2 separate regions of the Mus musculus genome follow, and region 1 is linked to region 2. Evidence: chromatin contacts called from public promoter capture Hi-C data. All regions are on one chromosome and are shown on one strand. Each heading gives the region's core, a stretch centred on a gene start, on an enhancer-like site or on the middle of the called end of the contact. The rest is flanking DNA. Distances are from core to core; before and after follow the strand shown.

Region 1 (5,625 bases), core at 1,328-3,827, 310 kb after region 2:
CAGTTCACCTCAATTTCAGGTGTTCCCTGGAAACCCTAAGAGGGGGAGAAGGGAGGGGTATAGTAGGAAGCACTTCTCTTTTAAGTAAACTGTCACATTTGCCAGCTTGGAGCCAACTCAGAAATCAGTGGAGGTATATAAAAAGCACAGCATATGTTTGTCTATATTAAATACTTTTGTGCTTTTTTTTTCTTTATTATAAAAGTATTTCACATTCCCAGCAGGAGTATGAGATGGCAAACAATTTTTATCTATTTATTTTTCTCTTGGTTCAAAGTTGTTTTCTGGAGCTAGTTTTAACCGAAGAGCTACAAGATCAGTACAAGGAATTCCCATTCCTCTGCCAAAGCCCTCCATTTATGTTTAGCTAACTGTTCCATTAATATCTTCTCAAGCAAAGGGGGCCCACACAAGGTCAAAGAGCTTTCAGATATCATGTCTTGCCTCCCACACTTCCCTTGAGTCTCCATCTCCCTTGCCACTGGCTCCAGGCCAATTCATTTATAGAATGCCCCTCAATGTGAGTTGCTTCAATGTGTGTTCCTAAGAGACTATGCTTTGGGGACACGAATAGTGCACAGAGGATGACCGCGTGCTCTTATATTGCCTTTCCTCTGATGACATATGTTGCGGCTCATCGCATTCAACCTTATGGCATGCTATGCCAATGTGTTTTAGCAATGCTTGTTTTTCTGTGTGAGTCAAGATTGTTTCTACATTTTTTTTCTAGTGCAATATCATGTACCTTCCCTTTATAATTAGTACAGCCATAATTTAAGCCTGATCCTGTGATTTCTTCCACATTTTTCTCAGCTAGTGTCTTTTAGGAAGAAGCATATTGTCCATATTGATGTATTATTTATATCAGCAAGGATTTACAAGTTCCTGTCTTGATGACATGTATCTTCTTACTGTCGTTGCTTACTTTGATGTGCAAATTGTCCAATATTTGACTGGAAAAAGTTCTTTTGAGTCATCTTCTACCCTTCCTTTCTTCCTTTCTAGAAGATGTTACAGGCCATAATATTATACATTATATTTTCTTTTCTCCTCTCCTCTGGTCTGGGGTTTGAAAAATGCACAGAATTTGTAAACAGGAGCAGGTCTACTTCCAAAACAAAAGATTATCCTTTGACATTTTTCATATATGGTTACTTCTTAAATGACCATTGAAGCTAGTTAGACTTAGTGACAGAAACAATTACAGAAAACAAACAAACAAACAAACAAACATTCCTAAACTAGTTTGGAGGCTGTCCCTTAGAGAACTGCTCTGCAATGTCTACTTATTGGTCAGAAATGGCCTTGAGCACCCAACTGTGTGGATGTACTTGGGTTGGTCTTCTGAGAGCCCTGCCAAATAGTAGATTACTATATCTCTGGTTTTCAGATAAGAAAATTGAGATTGAAATGCTTCCGCAACACACTGCTCTTAGCAGAGAGTAGTCCAAGTGGGACTTGAGTCCTGGCAGTCTGGCTCCATGGGCCCCATGTGCACAGCTTCCTAGGGTTGCTTTTGGGGATCACGCCATCTGAAAAGGGATATTTTACATTAAAATACATAGATAGCATTATCAAAAGAACCAGAGAAAATTACCTCGGCAATTCAGGAAAACCTTCTCTTTCTCTCTCTCTCTGGGCTTTGCACACGCTGGCTAAATGTTCTTCTACTGAGCCATATTCCAGTCCTCTTTTCTATATCTCTTCAGATTTACTGTGTAATACACAGACATTGGATTTTGGGGTATGAATGGAGACGACGTGAGTTACTGGAAATAATAAACTGGTCCCTTAGTCCTGCACTTGACAGGGACCAGCCTTCGGCTTTTTTTTATTTGAAAAAAAAAAGAAAAAAAAGTATTTCTTGTTAAAACTGCCTGTGGAAAGGCACCAGGAGCCACTGTGCTCTGTTCCCTGTATTTGATAAGGCCTAATGTTTGCTGCCCACAGTGGGTGGGCAGCACGAACACCTTCAGGAAAAAGTCTTCAGATGTTGATCGGTAGCTTATTTGTCTTTCAGACTGCTGGGCTGATCGATCCCCACTCCATGAGGCTGCAGCCCAGGGACGCTTACTGGCTCTTAAAACTTTAATTGCGCAAGTAAGTAAACTAAAGACTCTGCCTTCCGTGCCGTTGCTTTAATCTAGAATCACTCCGTATTAACTTTGGCCATAGCTGTGCTCAGGGCCAGCACAGCCATTTCCGCATCTCCATCCTCGCCCCTCTCCCCCATGTGTTCCTCTCGCTTCTGCTTTCTCTAGGAACTACTTCGTTTTCTTTCTAGTTCTCCTCCTTTTCATTCTGGGTCCTTCTTTTCCCAGCAGGAAGTTTCCCTCCCAAAGACAAAAAAGGGGATCCCTAAATTTATGTTAACTCATCTCATGCTCTCCCAGTTTGCATTAGTGACATCCGTCTTGAGATTGCATTTGTAGGCGACTGGTGTCCTATGAATCACCTCGAAACTTGGTAACTTCAGTCAACAACAAATAATTGGATTCTCGAAGTTTCTAAGGGCTCAGGGTGCAGCTTCCCGGCAGTGGAGTGGCAGCTAGGTCATACCATGACTCATGGTGCAGGGAGGGGAGATCGGTTTTCACACGAGATCACTTGGGTTTCACCACAGGGCGGTGTTATGAGATAGCAGCTGAATTTCTCCAGAGAAGGTACCTAAGAAGGAAGTCACATTAGAAAAAAACAACAACTTTATTTTAATTTTATGTGTATGGGTGTTTTGCCTGCATATATGGCCTTGGACCATGTGCATGCAGTGCCCTCGGCAGCCAGAAGAGGGCGATGGATCCTCTGGGACTGGAGCTACTGAAAGCTGTGAGCTACCTACCATGTGGGTGCTGGGAACTGAACCCTGGGTCCTCTGAAAGAGAACACAGTGCTCTTCTCTGTTGAGCTATCTCTCCAGCACCCTCATGGTTTGATTTTGGTTTTTTTCTTTTTAACTCTTTGAGCCTGCTTTGATCTGACATCATTTCTCTTCCTACCATACTGCATTCATTTGATGTAAAGTCTGTAAGTGCTGCTCACAGTAAAGGACAAAGCATTATCCAAGTGAGGCAGGATTAGGAACTGGGCATCACTGGGTACCATATAAGAGGCTGCCCCACTGCAACAATGCACAGTTCAAGACTAGGCTCTCAATAAATCTTAGGCCTTGGGGAAGATTTAGTGAAGTCTTAGCCACTAACAATTCTGTGTTTATATTGGTGATTGTATCTCCTGCATGTTGAATGAATATCTGAGTAAAGAGTTATGAAATAAATAAGAGTATACCCCGCATGTGCTTTCTTTGTTTTGGACTCTGCATGTGAGCGGCGGAAATGAGTCACTGCTTTCTTTCCCATGTTCTCTCTATCACCTTGCCATTTAGGCATTTCTTCCTCCTTTGGATTTAAGCAGTGGGGATAGTGATAGTTTGAGCATGTGGTTCCCTTTTAAAATGATTTGTTATTTCTGTTTGGTTTTGCCTTTGGCTTTTAAATACCCTTTTTGCTCCAAATATTTATTGATTTCTGTGTGTATGTATGGGGTGAAAGAGCATGCCATGGTGAACATTTAGCAGATAGTTCTGGGGGAGTGGTTCTCTTTATCACATGGGTACCAGGGATCAACTTAGGTTATCGGGTTTGGCGATAAATGCCCTTACCTGCCAAGCCATCCCCCCAGCCCCTTATTTTTGAGACAGGGTCTCACATATCCCAGGCTAGTCTCCAGCTTGCTAGATGCAACACAACATGACTTTGAACTTCTAATCTTCCTGCTTGCACTTTGAAGGTTCTGGAATTAAAAGCATGTACCACACCCGACTTACGTTGGGCTGAGGCTCAAACCCGGTTTTCATGCAAGCTAGGCAATTATGTTACCAATTCACATCCATCTCCAGCTTCAGAGATGTGTCGTTTCTTAAAAAGTCAAAATCAGCATCAAGGCTCTCCATTTGAGCTCCAGAACTTCAGAAATATTTTAAAAGTGCAAGTAGAGAGAAAAGGAAAACAGAACCATTACCAATGATAAAGGAAAAAAATAAAAGGGAAATAAATAGAAAATACATTAAATGGTGACAAGATGAGATAGGAAGACACTTCTCCTTAATTGTGTTTCTGACTGAACCCAGGACCTCACATGTGCTGGGCAATTCTTTCCCACTGACTTATCTCTTCAGCACAGGACAGTTTTCTTAGATGCTGATTACGGAACCTCAGGTCTTCCATGAGCTAGTCAAATGTCCTACCACAGAGAGCTCCTGTTTGTTTTTTTTTTTTTGTTTTGTTTTGTTTTTTTGAGACAGGGTTTCTCTGTGTAGCCGTGGCTGTCCTAGAACTCAGTCTGTAGACCAGGCTGGACCTTGAACTCACAGAGATCTGTTGTCCTCTGTCTCATCAGTGCTGGGTTTGAAGGCATGCACCACCACTGACTGGTTTGCCTAGTTATTTTTAAACACTTTAAATTTCATCCAATTCTGTTACTTTTTTGTTTGTTTCTTTGCTCTTTGAGACTGAACAGGGCTCCAAATTAGTAGTAGAGGTTGTCCTTAAACTCATTCTTGCTGCCTCACCAACCCCCCACCACCACAAGTCCACCGCCCAAGTACTGGAGTTACAGTAATACAAACGCAAGCCCAGCTATGCCTTTTATGACATCACCTCTACACTAAGAACATGTTATTTTAGTAGTGTGATTAAGTGTGTAGGGGCATATGTAGAAAACCTTAACTTTTTTTTTTGCTACAATTCCTTTTCTTTGCCCATTACAGCTACTCAAAAATAGTCTAGTATTATTTAAGATTTATTTTTATTATTTGTATGTGAATGTGTGTGTGTATCTTAGTGTCCTTGGAATCCAGGGTGTGTTGTAAGCTGAAGTTGTGGACCACCTGATGTGTGTGCTGTGCTGGGAACTGAACTCTTCCCCTAGAAGAGCAGCGAAGAGCAGCAAGTGTTTTAACCACCAAGCCATCTCTCCTGTCACCTACAATCTATTCTTTTTTTTTTTTTTTTTTTTTGGTTTTTTTGAGGCAGGGTTTCTCTGTATAGCCCTGGCTGTCCTGGAACTCACTCTGTAGACCAGGCTGGCCTCGAACTCAGAAATCCGCCTGCCTCTGCCTCCCGAGTGCTGGGATTAAAGTTGTGCGCCACCTCGTCCGGCCAATCTATTCTTTAAAAGAAAATTTTATTTATTCATTATGTATTTATTTAACGTGTATGGCATGTGTTTTTACATTGAGCTATCTTGCTGACCCATATATTCTACACTTCAAAAACTTGTTTTGCATGTAGGTCATGTGCTAATATTTAGCCACCTTGAATAAACTCAAGCAATGCTTTAGTTTAGGACCTTCTTAGTCTCTGACAGCTGGGTATCCACAAGTCTTACATATGATTTGCATTTTCTGCATGTCCATTTTCTCATGCACAATTTGGAGAGTCCTATCTTTATCAGTGGTTCGCAACATGCGGGGTCACGACCCCTTTGCGGCAACTACCCTTTCCCAGTGTCACACATCAGCTTTCCTGCATATCAGACATTTACAATACAATTCATAACAGCAGCAAAACTACAGTTCTGAAGTACCAGCCGAGATAATTTTATGTGTGGGGTGTTACCCCAACACGA
Region 2 (5,214 bases), core at 2,385-4,884:
TTCTCTCCTTGAAGGCTTCCATTGTCCATCATGCCTAAGGATGAAAAATCAAAGGTGGCATTTTCTTTAAGGCCCTCCTGGTGTGAGACAAAGCTTTCTTCTCAGCTTCCTAGCTAGTCACATAGGCCTCCGATGTTTTTGACACCTGCCTACACTCTGTGCACGGCTACCACCTTTATCTGGAAAAGTTTTCTCCCAGATGGCTTTCACACATCCTTTTAGACTTCTCACATTACACCTTTTCAGAGATAGCCCCCCCTTTTAACAGAAAACCTCTCTTCCTACTTCATCATTCTCTTCCTTCCTTTCTTGTATTTTCTGATTAATGTAAGCCATAGTATTTATCACAGAGTACTCAATTGTGCTCTATACCCGAATACCATATAATACAACACCTATGGGAATCTTTGCTACCTTATGCATTAGTGCTTGTATACAATATCTAGAGTACTATAGAGCCCACAGTAGGCAGTCAATAAATACTAGCTAAATCAAGATTCTTGTTGGTCATGACATTAGGCAACTGCCCAATCCTGTGGTTGTTTCAGGAACATTTAGCTTTACTCTCTCTCTCTCAATCTCTCTCTCTCTCTCACACACACACACACACACACACACACACACACACACACACATTCCGTTATTGAGATGAAAGCTATGTCTTTGTAATTTTTCTTATATGAAAAACAGATTGTATGCTTTCATTAGAGGAGTAGACAGGGAGGCAGTACCTGATCTCTTAGAAAATCCCTTATGGACCAAATAGACATTTTCCAACTGCTTACTAGTCACATAATAAAAATTATGTTTTACAATTTTGTTAAGCATCAAGGTCAAACTCTCTGTGTTTTTATCAGACACACCCCAACTCCAACGTTTTTCAAAGTTAGAATAGCTTTCTTGCCTGTCTAGTCATCTCAATCCTTTTTTTTTTTTTTCTGCTTCCCTTTCCTTAAAGATGATATGTTCCTTGAGGCCAGTTGTTTTCCTGGGTCACATGCTCTCCATCTCTAGAGGGTCCTTTCTAGTCTCAGAATGGGCACAAAGATAATACTCCTAGGGAACAGAGTATCCCTATCTTCTCAATGAAGAGTGAACCCAAATCCCAGCAGTTCAGTGCATACTTGCTGTTGGCCGTCGCAGGCTAGTATCGTAGTAGCTCACCATTTCCCTTGCTGCTCCAAGTTTTTTGGTTTCCGCCATTTTCCTGCCTCATCTCTATTTCAGTCTTCTGGTCCTTCTACTTTTAGCTTGGATTCTGTATCTTGCTTCTACGTTTTCTCTCTCAGTAAACTGAGTTTGAACTGCTCTGTTCTCAGTCCTAACCCCAAGCAGTTCACTCAGGAAGTGTTCTGAGCTACTAGAGGTTTCTTTCAGCTTTTTCTCACACATTGTTCATGTTCGGGGACTTACATGCTGTGCCCCATTGTGTTGGCCGTTTCCTCCCGCGCCCCCCACCCCCACCCCTTTAAGCTCGCGAGAAGCAAGGAGATCACAGATTTCTGTGCTTGGAAAAGCATCATTGCCACATCTACACCAGCTCTTCTCTCCTGCCATTTAATTAATTTATTTATTTATTGAAAATTTCCTCCCTGCTTTATCTTGATTCTCATTTGATGTTGTAGAACCAAATCCATCATCTTCATTAGGGAAGTAAGTCTTTCTCCTTTAGCTATGTATGGCTCCAGTCCTGCTCTTCTACACTGTAACATACAACGTAGCTAGGAGCCTGTACTCTAGAGCCAGACAGCCTGGATCCAGGGCCTGCTTCCACTCCTTATTAGCCTAGTGAGGTTTAGCTACTTTTTCCCCCATTTTTTATTAGGTATTTAGCTCATTTACATTTCCAATGCTATACCAAAAGTCCCCCATACCCACCCACCCCCACTCCCCTACCCACCCACTCCCCCTTTTTGGCCCTGGCTTTCCCCTGTACTGGGGCATATAAAGTTTGCAAGTCCAATGGGTCTCTCTTTGCAGTGATGGCCGACTAGGCCATCTTTTGATACATATGCAGCTAGAGACAAGAGCTCCGGGGTACTGCTTAGTTCATATTGTTGTTCCACCTATAGGGTTGCAGTTCCCTTTAGTTCCTTGGGTGCTTTCTCTAGTTCCTCCATTGGGGGCCCTGTGGTTCATTCAATAGCTGACTGTGAGCATCCACTTCTGTGTTTACTAGGCCCTGGCATGGTCTCACAAGAGACAGCTATAGAGGTTTAGCTACTTAAGCTCAGTTTCACACTCTGTAAAATGGTGATGTAAATATTTGCCCACAGGTATATTGTGATGCTTAAATAAAATGTTACAACACAAAGCACTTTGAGCAATTACTGCTTTTTCTTATTCTACAATTGTCTGCCCAGGTTTAGAATAAAGCGAAGTAGTGGAATTATTTTTCAGGCTTGGTTATTAGCATTTCTTCTGAACCTGGAAGACTTGTTTTTCTGGATGGAGAAAGGTTTGCTCTGTGTGAAGGTTTCATAATCATAATCAAGCAGGCCCATGAGCCCTGCCATTTAAAGTGGCTCCTCTCTTACACTCTGGGAATGAGGACACGGAGCCAGCTGCTGAACTTCACCAGGATAACCATTAAAATTGCTTTGGAGTTCATATTTCCACGATCCCATGCCTATGGATGCCAAGGACTTGTCATGGATGCGCTTTGGATTTCATAATGCAGAGTCATTATTACTTCCTTGAGTTCTCAGCTGAGTTGTAAGCAGGTAAGTGAAAGGGAAAGAGGCACCTGATAAAGTCAGCTGTAGGACTAGAGTTTAGCATGTCTCCTGAGAAATAGAAAATGACTGCTTGAAACTTTACCAAAGCCACACAGGAAGCATCAAACTCCCTATGGAGTGGAGAAGAGTCTTATAATTTTTTAAATGGGCAGAGAAATGAATTTATTTTTAATTTTTAGAGACAGGGTTTCTTTGTATAGCTCTAGCTGTCTTTGATTGGTAGACAAAGCTGTCCTCAAACTCAGAGATCTTCCTTCCTTTGTCTCCTGAGTGCTGGGATTAAAGGCATGGACCACCACTGCCCTGCCCCATTCTCTCCATTAATTTTAAGTGAATGCTTGCAAAAGCTCACTTCTTTGGTGAACAGCTTCCTTTACAAATAAGTACCTTTGCCTTCGTTTTTATAGGATTCTTAAAAAGAAAAAAAAGATTCAGCCAGGTGGTTGTGGTGCACACCTTTAATCCCAGCAGTCAGGAGGCAGAGGAAAGCAGATCTCTTGAGTTTGAGGCTAGCCTAGTCTACAGAGGGAGTTCCAGGACAGCCAAGGCTACAGAGAGGAACTGTCTAAAAACACCAAGAAAGAGAGAAAGGAGAGAGGGAGAGGATGGATAGCTTATTGATAGAATTGTCAGAAAAGGCTATAAGTTCCAATATGTGTCCCATGATTTCTAAGTCTAGCCCTTTCTGTTATAGTAAAATCATAGTACACCCTCCTCCTCCAGTGTATCTTTAACAGCTTTTAAGGAACATATTAACTAAATGTCCAGGTTTTGATTTGGCCATAAAATGTTAGCAAAGCTAAGGTTTTCTAGGATTAATGAATAACATGTCTTTATTTAGTTTACTTAAAAAAATCATTCTAAAATATCTGTTTACATATCTGTCCTCTCCAGGATTAACTTCATATTGGTCCAGCAGCTTGTTTACTGTTCTCTTCTGTTTCTTCTTCTGCTTTTTTTTTCTTCTCTTCTCAGTGCCCAACCCAAGTTCAAAGGCTGATGAGAGAGAAAAACTCATGAAGAGATTTTACTCTAGGGAAAGTTGCTCAGTGGATGGGATCTTGGCGCACGGGGAAAGATGTCCAGCTCCTCCTGGCTCCTTCTCAGCCTTGTTGCTGTTACTACTGCTCAGTCCCTCACCGAGGAAAATGCCAAGACATTTTTAAACAACTTTAATCAGGAAGCTGAAGACCTGTCTTATCAAAGTTCACTTGCTTCTTGGAATTATAATACTAACATTACTGAAGAAAATGCCCAAAAGATGGTAAGTTCTTGAGGCTACCCAGGGGGTTATTGATTGCTTCTTAAAGATCAGAATTACTGCCTATAAAACTGGATAAGGAAATCATAGAGATCTCTCAAGTGTGAGGATGAGTGACTGCCTCTGTAGCTCTGATCCTAGTCTCCCAGATGGCTAAATTCAATTGACCTTAGAGTTCATCTGGAAAATTGTTATGAATGAATTATTTGCCCAGATTCCAAAGATGAGTGAAAATGTTTAATAAAGTTGCCATCACTATTCTCATTATATTTGGTATGTAAAGCATTCATGGAAATGTTCTAAGTCGTTATTGAGCCAATAATTTTCTTTAGCTTATAATGCCAACAGGTCTATCCGAGAACTACAAATGACATATTAACTGAAAAATGCAACTGGGGTTTACTGAAGGCAGCAGCTTAGTAATTAAGGTAACCATGGCTTAGGTGAAACTGGACCTGGGAATTCCTTCTTTCATTGACACAGAGCTCTGAGGAATTTCCAAAGGTCACAGAAGAAAAGCTATAATTAAACTAGTCCCAAAAAATCTCAGCCTACTCTGGGAAAGCAGCATATTTTGTTTGACAAGTGCAAGGACTTAGAACTTTTTTTTTTCTCACTGATCCTGAAGTGCCTTTTAAGTATAGTTAAGTGGTGGAAAATTGAGCAACTATTTAAGAAAAGACTCTTTTTTTTCTTCTTCCAGCAATGCTTTCCTTCAAAACGGTAGCTTCAAAACTTCCTGTCTTTTAAATGATCAGGGGGCTGTGTGTTTAAATTATTGCCATTCATAGAACAGAGTGGGTCTGAGGATGCCTGTTTCCTTTGAAATTCTATGCCCCCTCCCAGTTTTCTAAAATTTAAGAAACCACAGAGACTTTGACAATGTAGTTGCCAAATGAGTTGCTTTTAACTGCTCTAATAGTTTGGTCTTACCGGTGTTGTTTTTAGTGTAACTTTTTTTCCCCTCAGTTTTTATTTTATTTCTGTTGGAGATCACCAACGTGTACTGTAGATTTTCTGAGCTGAATGGTTCAAGGTGAGACTAATATTATACTTGAAAGCCTAGCCTGGAGCTGACATCCAGATCCTGGCTGTACCACTTTTTAGCTGGGTAAACTTGAATTCATTAAATGGACAGTCTGGGTCTTAGTTACTTTTTGTTTTAAGATGTATTTTAATTTTAAAACTATGTGTATGTGTGTGTGCTCCCGAATA

The links. Promoter capture Hi-C pulls out the DNA fragments that hold promoters and counts their contacts.
Region 1: a contact with region 2 is called in a promoter capture Hi-C map of the C10 cell line, with 3 times the contacts expected there. The contact joins the enhancer-like site here to the promoter of Ace2 in region 2. A contact is called at or near these places in 10 of 39 promoter capture datasets (the C10 cell line, embryonic stem cells, frontonasal cranial neural crest and 6 more) and 4 of 9 other capture datasets (adipose tissue, liver, macrophages and 1 more).

What each region holds. Positions count from the first base shown.
Region 1 is chrX:164,443,709-164,449,333 of GRCm38.p6, forward strand. Asb11 (ankyrin repeat and SOCS box-containing 11) reads left to right here. Exons shown (of 7, transcript NM_001313737.1): 2 at 2,021-2,100. Among named protein-coding and RNA genes, the nearest start is that of Asb11, 9.5 kb to the left of the region's middle. Within about 2 kb of position 2,578, at least 24 of the 459 cell types and tissues checked have an H3K27ac peak or open chromatin away from gene starts, as enhancers often do.
Region 2 is chrX:164,136,846-164,142,059 of GRCm38.p6, forward strand. It overlaps Ace2 (angiotensin I converting enzyme (peptidyl-dipeptidase A) 2), which reads left to right and starts at 3,635. Exons shown (of 18, transcript NM_027286.4): 1 at 3,635-4,002. The coding sequence starts at 3,817.